Linked DNA regions of Sus scrofa: region 1 is linked to region 2. The links are chromatin contacts, called in public HiChIP or PLAC-seq maps. All regions are on one chromosome and are shown on one strand. Each heading gives the region's core, a stretch centred on a gene start, on an enhancer-like site or on the middle of the called end of the contact. The rest is flanking DNA. Distances are from core to core; before and after follow the strand shown. Region 1 holds the start of TINF2 (TERF1-interacting nuclear factor 2). Region 2 holds the start of RABGGTA (Rab geranylgeranyltransferase alpha subunit).

Region 1 (6,255 bases), core at 3,090-5,589, 35 kb after region 2:
CTGGATGTAGAATCCTGAGAGCTCAAGTATCAACCTCTGTTGTTGGTTTTCTAAGAGGACACTGAATGGGTGGAAAGGGATGATATGATCAGTTTTGCATTTCCCAACATTGATTGATTGATTTGTCTTTTGTCTTTTCTAGGGCTGCACCCATGGCATGTGGAAGTTCCCAGGCTAGGGGTCCAATCAGAGCTGTGGCCACCAGCCTATGCTGGAGCCATAGCAATGCCAGATCAGAGCCGCGTCTGTGACCTACACCACAGCTCACAGCAACGCTGGATCCTTAACCCACTGGGGGAGACCAGGGATCAAACCCGAAACCTCATGGTTCCTAGTCAGATTCGTTTCTGCTGCGACACGACCGGAACTCCCTCCCAAGATTTATGATGAAAGCAACATGGGTGGAGTTCCTGTGTGGCTCATTGGTTGAAGGAGCTGGAGTTGTCACTGCTGCGGCTTGTGTCGCTGCTGTGGCATGGGTTCTATCCCTGGCCCTGAGAACTTCTGCTGCAGGCGTGGCCAAAGAAAAATGGAAAAGAAATTAGGATTTGGGCTGGGGGTCAGGAGACTACAAAGTCTTCTCAATGTGAGAGACAGCCTGAAAGAGGATAACAACAGAATGAAAAAAGGGGCGGGGGAGAGCAATAGGTCTGAAGATTCTTCAGGAGGTAGAATTGACTAGAGTTGGTGAGAGATTAAATTTGGAGAGGAGGGAGGAGAGAGTTAAGGACAGTGGTCTGGGTTTCTGACCATGGTCAAAGAAAGATGCCAAGCAGAAAAATACAAAGCCCAGGAGAAAGAACAAGATTTAAAATGGAAGTTGAAGAGTTCCTGTCGTGGCTCAGTGGCTAACGAATCCAACTAGGAACATGAGGTTGCAGGTTCCATCCCTGACCTTGCTCAGTGGGTTAAGGATCCGGCGTTGCTGTGAGCTGTGGTGTAGGTTGCAGACACAGCTCAGATCCTTCGTTGCTGTTGCTTTGGTGTAGGCCAGCGGCTACAGCTCCAATTAGACCCCTAGCCTGGGAATCTCCATATGCTGCAGGAGCAGCCCCAGAAAAGGAAAAAAAAAAAAAAAAGACAAATAAAACAAAATAAAATGGAAGTTGACTTCTAGTTTTTGGTCTGGCATGTAAGGAGCTTAGACCATTCTCTCTTGTCCTCACAATAAGAAGGATGAACAGAAAATACAAAACTAAGAGAAAATCCTGAACAAAGAACAAAGGTGGCAGGAGGGACATCTTACCTGTAGAGGAGCAAGGATAAGAATTACATTGGACCTCTCAGAGTTCCCATAGTGGCTCAGTGGTTAACGAATCTGACTAAGAACCATGAGGTTGCAGGTTCAAGCCCTGGCCTTGCTCAGTGGGTTAAGGATCCGGCGTTGCTGTGAGCTGCGGTGTAGGCTGGTGGCTATAGCTCCGATTGGACCCCTAGCCTGGGAACCTCCATATGCCGCAGGAGCAGCCCAAGAAATGGCAAAAAAGGCAAAAAAAAAAAAAGAAAAGAAAAAGAAAAAGAAACTATGCAAGAAGAGAGTGCAGTAAATTTATCTTTTTTTACCTTTTTTTTTTCCTACTGTACAGCATGGTGACCCAGTTACACATACATGTATACATTCTTTTTTTTCACATTATCCTGCTCCATCATAAGTGACCATAGTTCCCAGTGCTACACAGCAGGATCTCGTTGCTAATCCATTCCAAAGGCAATAATCTGCATCTGTTAACCCCAAGCTCCCAGTCCATCCCACTCCCTTCCCCTCCCCCTTGGCAACTACCAGTCTATTCTCCAAGACCATGATTTTCTTTTCTGTGGAAACATTCATTTGTGCCGTATATTAGATTCCTGATATAAGTGGTATCATATGGTATTTGTCTTTCTCTTTCTGACTTATTTCACTCAGGATGAGAGTCTCTAGTTCCATCCATGTTGCTGTAAATGGCATTATGTTGTTCTTTTTTATGGCTGAGTAGTATTCCATTGTGTATATATACCACCTCTTCTGAATCCAATCATCTGTCAATGGACATTTGGGTTGTTTCCATGTCTTGGCTATTGTGAATAGTGCTGCAATGAACATGTGGGTGTATGTGTCTTTTTTTTTTTTTTGTCTTTTGTCTTTTGTTGTTGCTATTTCTTGGGCCGCTCCCGCGGCATATGTAGGTTCCCAGGCTAGGGGTTGAATCGGAGCTGTAGCCACCAGCCTACGCCAGAGCCACAGCAACGCGGGATCCGAGCCGCGTCTGCAACCTACACCACAGCTCACGGCAACGCCGGATCGTTAACCCACTGAACAAGGGCAGGGATCGAACCCGCAACCTCATGGTTCCTAGTCGGATTCGTTAACCACTGCGCCACGACGGGAACTCCTGTATGTGTCTTTTTTAAGGAAAGTTTTGTCCAGATATATGCCCAAGAGTGGGACTGCTGGGTCATACGGGAGTTCTATGCATAGTTTTCTAAGATACCTCCATACTGTTCTCCATAGTGGTTGTACCAGTTTACATTCCCACCAACAGTGCAGGAGGGTTCTCTTTTCTCCACACCCCCTCCAGCATTTATTTGTGGACTTACTAATGATGGCCATTCTGACTGGAGTGAGGTGGTATCTCAGGGTAGTTTTGATTTGCATTTCTCTAATAATCAGTGATGTTGAGCATTGTTTCAAGTGCTTGTTGGCCATCTGTATATCTTCCTTGGAGAAATATCTATTCCGGTCTTTTGCCCATTTTTCCATTGGGTTGTTGGCTTTTTTGCTGTTGAGTTGTATAAGTTGTGTGGAGTGCAGTAAATTTAAAGTGCTGAAGGAAAAAAGCCCACCAACCTAGACTTCTGTATATATCAAAATTATGTCTCAAAAGTGAAATATAACTAGAATTTCATACATGTCTGATCTGGGTACTTCGGGACCTCCAACTAGATGCCCCCTGGGCAGCTGAATATGTGGGGCACCTCAGAAGACTGATCTTAAGTGGAGACGGTGGGGAGCCATTATATCTAGGAAAGGAGATGCCCCAAAGAAAGGGTAATTTCACTAAACCCCTGTAAGGCAGTCAGAGAAGGTAATTAATTCAATCAACAGAAAATGTACATTGTGTGCAGAGGTTCTGTTCCTGGCAATGGAAATGAGAGGCACCAGAAACTGTGACAAGGAGAAAGACAAGTAAAACAGTCATTTACATTAGGGGACTGACTGTAGCAAGTGCGCGGAAGCAATTTGAAAAAGAAAATCTATTTTTATTATTTACTTTAGCACTTCATGATTAAAAAAGAAAAGATAGCAAACATAGAAAACATAGAATATTACCTAGTCTCACCATCTAGAGAAAAACAGGGTAACAATCTGATGTATCTTTTTTTTTTTTTTTGTCTTTTGTCTTTTTTTTTGTTGTTGTTGTTGCTATTTCTTGGGCCGCTCCCGGGGCATATGGAGGTTCCCAGGCTAGGGGTCGAATCGGAGCTGTAGCCACCGGCCTACGCCAGAGCCACAGCAACGCGGGATCCGAGCCGCGTCTGCGATCTACACCACAGCTCACGGCAACGCCGGATCGTCAACCCACTGAGCAAGGGCAGGGACCGAACCCACAACCTCATGGTTCCTAGTCGGATTCGTTAACCACTGCGCCACGACGGGAACTCCTGATGTATCTTTTTAAACTTTGTTTTCGGGTTTGTTTTTGTTTGTTTGGTTGGATTTCCTTTGCTTTTTTAGGGCCACACCCGTGGCATATGGAAGTTCTCAGGCTAGGGGTCGAATGGGAGCTACCGCTGCTGGCCTCCACCACACCCACAGCAACGCTAGATCTGAGGCGCGTCTGCAACCTACAGCAAAGCTCAAGGCAACTGACCCTCAACCCACTAAGCAGGGTCAAGGATCGAACCTGCATCCTCAAGCATACTAGTCAGGTCCGTAACCCGCTGAACCACACCAGGAACTCCCTGTATTTTATTTTTTAAAGGCGGGCGCCCTCTTCTGTTCTGTGAAAGGAAGAACAGTTGAATTCTTAATGGCAGCGGCGCGCCGCCGGGAAAGGCTTTGCAGGCGCTGGTTTGGGTGCCGGGATTTAAGGAATCGTATTTGAGAGGTGAAGACAATGGAGAAAGGAAGTGGCATAGACCTCCTTCAAAGACCAAAAAGCTAGACCTCAAAGAAAGACGTGACTTCTCTATATGCTCCGCAAAAAAACACCGAGGCCAGGGGCGGGACCCAAAACTGCACTCGCCACCACCCACCGGCCGTCAGCAGAGCAGGTCACAGTGGGCGGGAGCCGGCAGCGGCGCAGCCGGATCTGCGGGGGCGTGGCCTTATGACGCGACGTCACGTCTCCTCTGCCTGAAGGCCCATTGGTTCTCCACTGCCACCCTTTTCCGGGGTAGGGAAACTGGTGGCAGAGCCGAAGCGAGGTAGCCGTCCGGTTAGAGACTGCGGCGGCGTCTAAGACACAGCAACCTGGTGCCAGTGTAGCTGGCCAGCTTCTCCATTCGGGCTGCATCCAGAGTTGGGGAAAAAAACCCTAGAATTCTAGTGACCCACGGGAGGGTGTGGACTCAGATCGCGAACTATGCGGCGCAGACCAAAATAGCGGAGTCGGAGGGCCACCGGAAGCCCCACCCCTAGGAGGAGTCGCGAAGCCTCGCCTTGGAGGTAGGAACCAAAAGGGACGGCCCCTGGGGTGGAGCCCGCCGGCCATGGCCGCGCCCCCGGAGGCTGGTCCCGCAGCCCTGCGCTTCGCAGCCGCAGCCAGCTGGCAAGTTGTGCGCGGACGGCGCGTGGAGCATTTTCCGCGAGTATTGGAGTTTCTGCGATCCCTGCGCGCTGCTGCCCCTGGCTTGGTTCGCTACCGGCACCATGAACGCCTGTGTATGGGCCTAAAGGCCAAGGTATTGGAGTCAGTAGGACCTGGTTGAGGGGAAAGGGGAGGGATACGAGGTCCTCTGCTGGACCGACCGCTCTGGAGTGGGACTGGTTGGAAAAGGGTAGCTTGCCCCGACGTGGGGATTCTGAGCTCAGTATTCTTCACAGCTGGTGGTGGAGCTGATCCTGCAGGGCCGGCCTTGGGCCCAGGTTCTGAATGCCCTGAATCACCACTTCCCAGAGTCTGGACCTGTGGTGCGGGACCCCAAAGCCGTGAGTCGTCCCTGGAAGAAGCCCTACCCCCAGTTAACACTTAGGGCAGCACAGTTGCTCCTCCTTCCTGTCACTGGTCCTGATGTCCCTAACTTGTTTGCTTTCCTTACTCCCAACAGACAAAGCAGGATCTGAGGAAAATCTCAGAGGCCCAGGAAACCTTTTGCCAGCAGGTGAAGCAACTAGCAAAGGATTCTGTTGATTTGGCTTCGAACCTACAGGTGGGACTGGCAGCTTTGGAAGCTATGGTGTAGCTTTTTCTTTAGTCCTTTTCTGACCTGCTTCTTTCCTTCCTGCAGGGACTTGAGCAAGAGTATGGGGAAACTTTCCTGGCTGCCATGGAAAAGCTGTTTTTTGAATACTTGTGTCAGCTGGAAAAAGCACTGCCTACACTGCAGGCACAGCAGGTTTCTGGGAACAAAACACATTAAGGGTAGAATGTGGGTGGTTGTGTCAAGGACTGTGGTCTTTATGCCTCTCTTCTCCTTGCCCACAGCTTCAGGATGTGCTGAATTGGATGCAGCCTGGAGCTTCTGTCACTTCTTTTGTCCTGAGCCAGTATGTTGTGGACATGGGGTGGCCACCTCCAGGTACCAGGACCATCTCTGAAAACTAAGAATTTGGGGGTGGAATGTCTAGCCTGAGACTTTTTTTTTTTTTTTTTTGTCTTTTTTGCCTTTTCTAGGGCTGCTTCCGCGGCATATGGAGATTCCCAGGCTAGGGTCTAATCAGAAATATAGCCACCAGCCTACGCCAGAGCCACAGCAACACGGGATCCGAGCCGCACCTGCAACCTACAGCACAGGTCAAGGCTACGCTCATCCCATTGAGCGAGGCCAGGGATCGAACCTGCAATCTCATGGTTCCTAGTCGGATTCCTTAACCACTGAGCCAGGAGGGGAACTCCAGTAGGTTGCCTTTTTAAGCAGCTCTGCTTGCTTTTTCAGAGTGCTCTGCTACTGACTCAGCGACCACCTCAGAGCCCATGGGGCAGAGTCCTCCTCAGCAGCCAAGACCAGCACTCGACAACCCTCTGCCAAAAGCCCAGCCTGGCCCACACCTTCCACAGGGACCAATCTCAAGGAAGCACCCAGAACCTCTGGCTGGCCACCACTTCAATCTGG
Region 2 (5,743 bases), core at 1,307-3,806:
AGAAGGCGGCAAAATCCCTTCCTCAAGCGTCATTTAGATTGTGGCCCTCAGACACCTGCACAGTTCCCACTTATCCCACACAAGAGGCCAAATATAACTCCTGACATCTCCTTTTGCCTTAAAGCCAGAGGCTTGTCATTGATTCCACTGCTCTTATCTTTCCAAAGGCACCTGGTTCGGCTTCTGTCTGCCAGCCAGCTAAGTCTGTTTGGCTTTCACTCCCCCACCTTCCTGTCATAGCACATGCCTAAAATGCCTTTCCTACCTTCTTTCCAAAACCAGGACCCACCTTCTTGGAAGCAAATTTGAGACTCATTTCCTCTCTTAAGCCTGCTTGACTCAAACTTCCTAGTTTCAGGATTGCTAACCATTAAAAAACATTTCATGCTTCCTTATTCAGTCTTCCTCTACCCCCTTTCCTCCACCCTTGGTGACTATGATGTAAGATTGTAGCTGGCAGATCTGCACTGTGGGCAATCTGACAGAGGGTCTGTGGGAATATGGTTTCAATCTTGGCCTCACTCAATGGGTTAAGGATCTGGTGTTGCTGCAAGCTGTGGTGTAGATCACAGATGTGGCTCAGATTCTGCATTGCCGTGGCTATGGTATAGGCCAGCAGCTGCAGCTCCAATTTGACCCCTAGCCTGGGAACTTCCATATGCTGCAGGTGTGGCCCTGAAAAGAAAAAAAATTAAAAAAAGATAAAAGGAGTTATTCTGGCAAAGGAAGGGCTGTGGAAGAAAAAGAATAAAGAAGAGGGAACAGACTAGATGCCTGGGAAACTGCAAGTCCTTCTATCAGCTGTAATGAAGGGTTTTTAACAGGGACAGGCAGGACATGACACCCGAGGGGCAAGCAAGTCCCATGTGCCAAGAATCTTGATGTGCTGACCTGAGACGTTCAAAGTCTTTCCTAAAAAGTTGTCAGGAGCCATGGAAGGGTTTTAGGCAGAGATGTAACATGACTGAATTTACATTTCGGAAAGACTGATTCAGCAGCACAGGGATGAACTGATAAAAGAGGGGACAGGATGGAGATGGGGGAACACTGAAAAGACTTTCAACAATCCCAGGAATAAATATGCTTAAGTTTTTAATGTAGTGGGAATGGAAGGATACTAAAGAAATGTTGGGGGGGGTCATCCACTAAAATAGGAAACATAAAGGCTAAAGTTTAGACTGGAAGGGGAGACAGTAATATCTCTCAACTTTTGGAGTTTGATGGGACAACTAGGTGCTACCTAATAAGCTTGTGAATGTGTGTTTGTGTGTATATTTTTTTCTAATATTAAAGTTTGCAAGACATCTGGGCTGGAGACATGTTTGAATGTCATCAAACTTACAGGTAGAAATTAAAACCACGACTGTGGATGAAGTCACCCAGGGAAATTGTGGGTCAGAAGTTCTGTGGACCCAGGATAGAACTCTGGGGAGCTCCAGCTCCAAGCAGTTGAAGACTTGGGTCTGTGAACATTCTCCCGGGAAGGTGTTCAAAATGGAAAGGAGTGAGGGAAGGGCCCTGGAAACCCACATTTAGGGGAGGAGAAAGTTAACAGATGAGAAGGGGAGGGCAAGTGTGCAGGAGAAGCCAGGACAGGGGGTCCGAGGGAGGTCAGTTGCATCAAATGCTGCAAAAGTCTCCTGCTGTCTAGTACTAGGAACTCTATCTAGTCACTTATGATGGAGCATGATGGAGCATAATGTGAGAAAAAGGAATGTATATGTGTACGTGTGACTGGGTCACCTTGCTGTACAGTAGAAAATTGACAGAACACTGTAAACCAGCTATAGTGGAAAAAATAAAAATCATTTATAGAATAAAATAAAACCATGACCAGAAAAGTGGTTAAAAACAACAACAACAACAAATGATGCAAAAGTCAATGAAAGACAGGAAAGCCCATCCCTTAGATTTGGCAACTAAGAGGTGTACAGTGCGGCCAGAGTGAGGTCAAGCGAGCGATAACGGCGTGGGCTTCCGGCTGGTGGCGAAAACTTTTCAACTGAAACACACTTTGAAGAGCTGCCGGGAAGTGCAGACCGCACTGCTTTCGCACCAGCGGCCTAACAGACTGAGACTTGGCGTTTCCGGACTGCCGGCTCCGCCGCAGGCCCTTCGCCAGGCCTGCAGAGGGCGCTGCGCTTCAGAGAGCCGAGGCGTGACGCCGCTCTAGCCAACGTTTGGGCTCGCTGGCGGGCGCCGCATCTCTGCGTTCCGCAGTCCTCCTCGCAGTACAGGTGGGTCCGCGCGCAGGGGGCGGCGGTGCTTGCGAGCTATGGGGCAGGCGGGTAGCGGCACCCATTGGGTGGGGAGTTGTCCCGATCACTTAAGTGCGGCAGATTGGGTCCAGCCCCAGCGGATCGGACTCTGGATAGGGCCGCACGGGTGCAAGCCCCAGTTCGGTGGGTGCCTTTTGGACTTGCAGTGCCTGTCCCAGGACCCCTTATTACCCCAGAGGTCTCCGCCCAGGCTCGCGTGCGACTTCCTGGGGACAGCTAGGGGCGGGGCTCCCAGGGGCGGGGTTCCCATGATTGACACTTCTTTCCTCAGATTTCACGGGCGCTCCTGGACCCTCCCCTGCCCTGAACCTGAGCCAGCACCATGGTGAGAACCCTGAACCTAGCCCCTCTCCTCCGCATGCCCATGCCCACGGCCTTGCCCCGCGTGGCCTTGCCAGATATAAACCTGAGACTCCGCAGTGGGGGTTTGGTGGGTTTGCCCCTGCAAGGCAGCCTGTTCTCGTCCAACCCGCGCATCCCTGTAGCACGGGCGCCTGAAGGTGAAGACATCAGAAGAGCAAGCAGAAGCCAAAAGGCTAGAGCGGGAACAGAAGCTGAAGCTATACCAGACAGCCACCCAGACCGTCTTCCAGAAGGTGGGGCCCTCAGACGTAGCCCCCTCCTGCAGCGGCTCCCTTAGTACAGCACTGAGGCCAAGAGCTGGGCCTTAGAGTCAGACCGCCTGGATCCACATCTGGTTTCTATCACTTAATAGCTGTGTGACCTTAGGCAAACTATTAAATCTCTTTGGACCTCAGTTTGCCCGTCTGTAAAATGGGGCTAATAATTACACTTAAGATTGTTGTTAAAATTAAACGAAAGAATACGAGGAAACCCATATAGTGCTCTGTAGAGTACCTGTTGTATAGTGTGGGATTCACAGAACAGTCTGTAGTTCTATTTATGGTCTTCAGTCCTGTGGTGGGAGATTGATATGATCTCTGACCCTGCTGTCTATCTTCTCAGCGTCAGGCTGGAGAGCTGGATGAGTCAGTGCTGGAACTGACAAGCCAGATTCTGGGAGCCAACCCTGACTTTGCCACACTCTGGAACTGTCGACGGGAGGTGCTTCAGCGGCTGGAGGTCCAGAAGTGCGTAGGGGTTCAGGGCCCAGGGAAGATGGCTCTGGCCTTGCCCCACCTGGGTCCAAGGATAGAGGACGAATGGGGCAGCCGAGGCATAGGCAGAAGGCAGTGGAGGGCTGGGTGCAAAAAGTCAGAGGTGAGCTGAGATTGGGTGTTGGAGGGCCCTGACCCTCATTCCCCTCTGGGTGCAGGTCCCCGGAAGAGTTGGCCGCTTTGGTGAAGGCAGAACTGGGCTTCCTGGAGAGCTGTCTGAGGGTGAACCCCAAGTCTTATGGTACCTGGCACCACCGCTGCTGGTTGCTGGGTCGCCTGCCAGAGCCCAACTGGGCCCGGGAGCTGGAGTTGTGTGCCCGCTTCCTCGAGGTTGATGAGCGGAACTGTACGTGCCTGCAGATTCTGTCCCCACAGGGCTCAATTGCCCCACATCCTGGTACAGCACCTCAGTAAGGCCCAGAGTGGGCAGGGATGGCCTGACAGGCCCAGTGAGCTGATGGCCAAAGGGATGAATGATGGAACCAAATGCATCCTCCGTGGAGTGCGTAGAAGTGTTTCTCAGGGCCTCCAAGGGAACTCCACGGGTACCAACCGGGGAGCTCCTCTGGCCCTGCATCTGAGATGTGCCGTCTGCCCTCCCCTGCAGTTCACTGCTGGGACTACCGGCGGTTTGTGGCCTCCCAGGCAGCTGTCCCCCCCGCGGAGGAGCTAGCCTTCACGGACAGCCTCATCACCCGAAACTTCTCCAACTACTCCTCCTGGCATTACCGCTCCTGCCTCTTGCCCCAGTTGCACCCCCAGCCAGACTCTGGACCCCAGGGGCGCCTCCCTGAGGATGTGCTGCTCAAAGGTAAGCAGAGTCAGGGGGTGCTGTGCAGTGCCGCCTTTCCAGCCCTGATGCCTAGCCCTGTTTCCGAACCTGCCACTGGGTTTACTGAGTACCCACTTTGTGCCTGGCTCTGAGGGTGCACAAGATCCAGCCCCTGGCTGCAGCAAGCTCAGGTGTCCAATGGCAAAGAAAAAAACTGACATATGTAGTAGCCCCTGGGCAAGGCCAGCGTATAAGTGAAACTGAGGGCTGCAGGTTCTCCAAAGAGGAGGTGGGATGTCGGGGTGGCCAGGAGCCCAGCAGGGTCCCAACCACAGCCCCATATCTCCTTGGCCCCCACAGAGCTGGAGCTGGTGCAGAACGCCTTCTTCACTGACCCCAACGATCAGAGTGCCTGGTTCTACCATCGCTGGCTCCTGGGACGAGGTGAGCAGTGGGGAAAGAGGCTTAGTGATTAGAGCTTGGAACAAATGGAAGAATATATAAGGAAGCCTGTTGTCTCCCTTGCAGCTGATCCCCAGGATGCCCTGCGCTGCCTGCACGTGAGCCGGGATGAGGCCTGTCTGACTGTCTCCTTCTCCCGGCCCCTCCTAGTGAGTCTTGCACCCTTTACCGGAGAACATCGTAGATTGGGGGCCTGGTGCTGTTGGAGTGATGGGTCTCTCATTTGTCCTCTGTGCCAGGTGGGCCCCAGCACGGAGACCTTGCTGCTCATGGTTAATGAGTCACCCCTGTCCGTGGAGTGGAGGACCCCAGATGGCAGGAACCGGCCTAGCCATGTCTGGGTATCCCAGGAGTGGTGGGGCAGAGTTGGGGGTGCTGGGGCAGGGTTGGGATAGGACAGTCAGAAAAGTGGGTGCAGCCTGGGCTTTTCCTTAACGTCATGCTCCCAGCTCTGTGACCTGCCTGCCGCCTCCCTCAACGACCATTTGCCGCAACATACGTTTCGTGTCATTTGGACAGCAGGCAATGCCCAGAAGGAGTGTGTGCTCTTAAAAGGTGACACAGCCTGCAGCTTCCACCTCTCGCAGCAGCCCCCCACTCCTCTCCTCCTCTCATGGGTGTCCCCTCCTTCCACCTACTCTTTCTCTCAGGCCGCCAAGAGGGCTGGTGCCGAGACTCAGCCACAGATGAACAGCTCTTCAGGTGATGACAGGGAACATACAGACAAGGAGCAAGGCTCTGGACTCTGGGCATCAGGCAGCTGGGGCGGGGGGGCTGAGGGCTTAAGCAGATGGTCTTGGCCTGGATACTAGGGAGGACTGGTGCCCAGGGCTGTTTGTGGGCATCACCCCCTCCCCCACTTCCTCCACCCTCAGGTGTGAGCTGTCAGTGGAGAAGTCCACGGTGCTGCAGTCTGAGCTGGAATCCTGTAAGGAGCTGCAGGAGCTGGAGCCTGAGAATAAATGTGAGGTCCAATTCCCTGAGATCCTGCTCCTCCAGGGAGGCCCTTTTCTGGGGGCCCCTTGGGGAGAGCAGGGCAGCTCTCCAGAGGATGGGAGCAGAGGAGGATCCAAGGGAGACCATCCTCTTCCCTGCCATCTCCCCAGGGTGCC

The links. HiChIP or PLAC-seq counts read pairs in DNA pulled down with a chosen protein or histone mark.
Region 1: a contact with region 2 is called in an H3K27ac HiChIP or PLAC-seq map of alveolar macrophages. The contact joins the promoter of TINF2 here to the promoter of RABGGTA in region 2. A contact is called at or near these places in 4 of 47 Hi-C or Micro-C datasets (embryonic fibroblasts, heart right ventricle, liver and 1 more) and 2 of 2 datasets of contacts at active chromatin or transcription factors (alveolar macrophages and skeletal muscle).

Annotation. Positions count from the first base shown.
Region 1 is chr7:75,052,452-75,058,706 of Sscrofa11.1, forward strand. TINF2 (TERF1-interacting nuclear factor 2) reads left to right here and starts at 4,340. Exons shown (of 8, transcript XR_002345917.1): 1 at 4,340-4,884; 2 at 5,027-5,131; 3 at 5,251-5,352; 4 at 5,431-6,255.
Region 2 is chr7:75,019,572-75,025,314 of Sscrofa11.1, forward strand. It overlaps RABGGTA (Rab geranylgeranyltransferase alpha subunit), which reads left to right and starts at 2,557. Exons shown (of 16, transcript NM_001098593.1): 1 at 2,557-2,604; 2 at 2,765-2,875; 3 at 3,246-3,370; 4 at 3,556-3,743; 5 at 4,005-4,208; 6 at 4,530-4,613; 7 at 4,698-4,780; 8 at 4,871-4,972; 9 at 5,081-5,186; 10 at 5,282-5,333; 11 at 5,507-5,595; 12 at 5,738-5,743. The coding sequence starts at 2,602.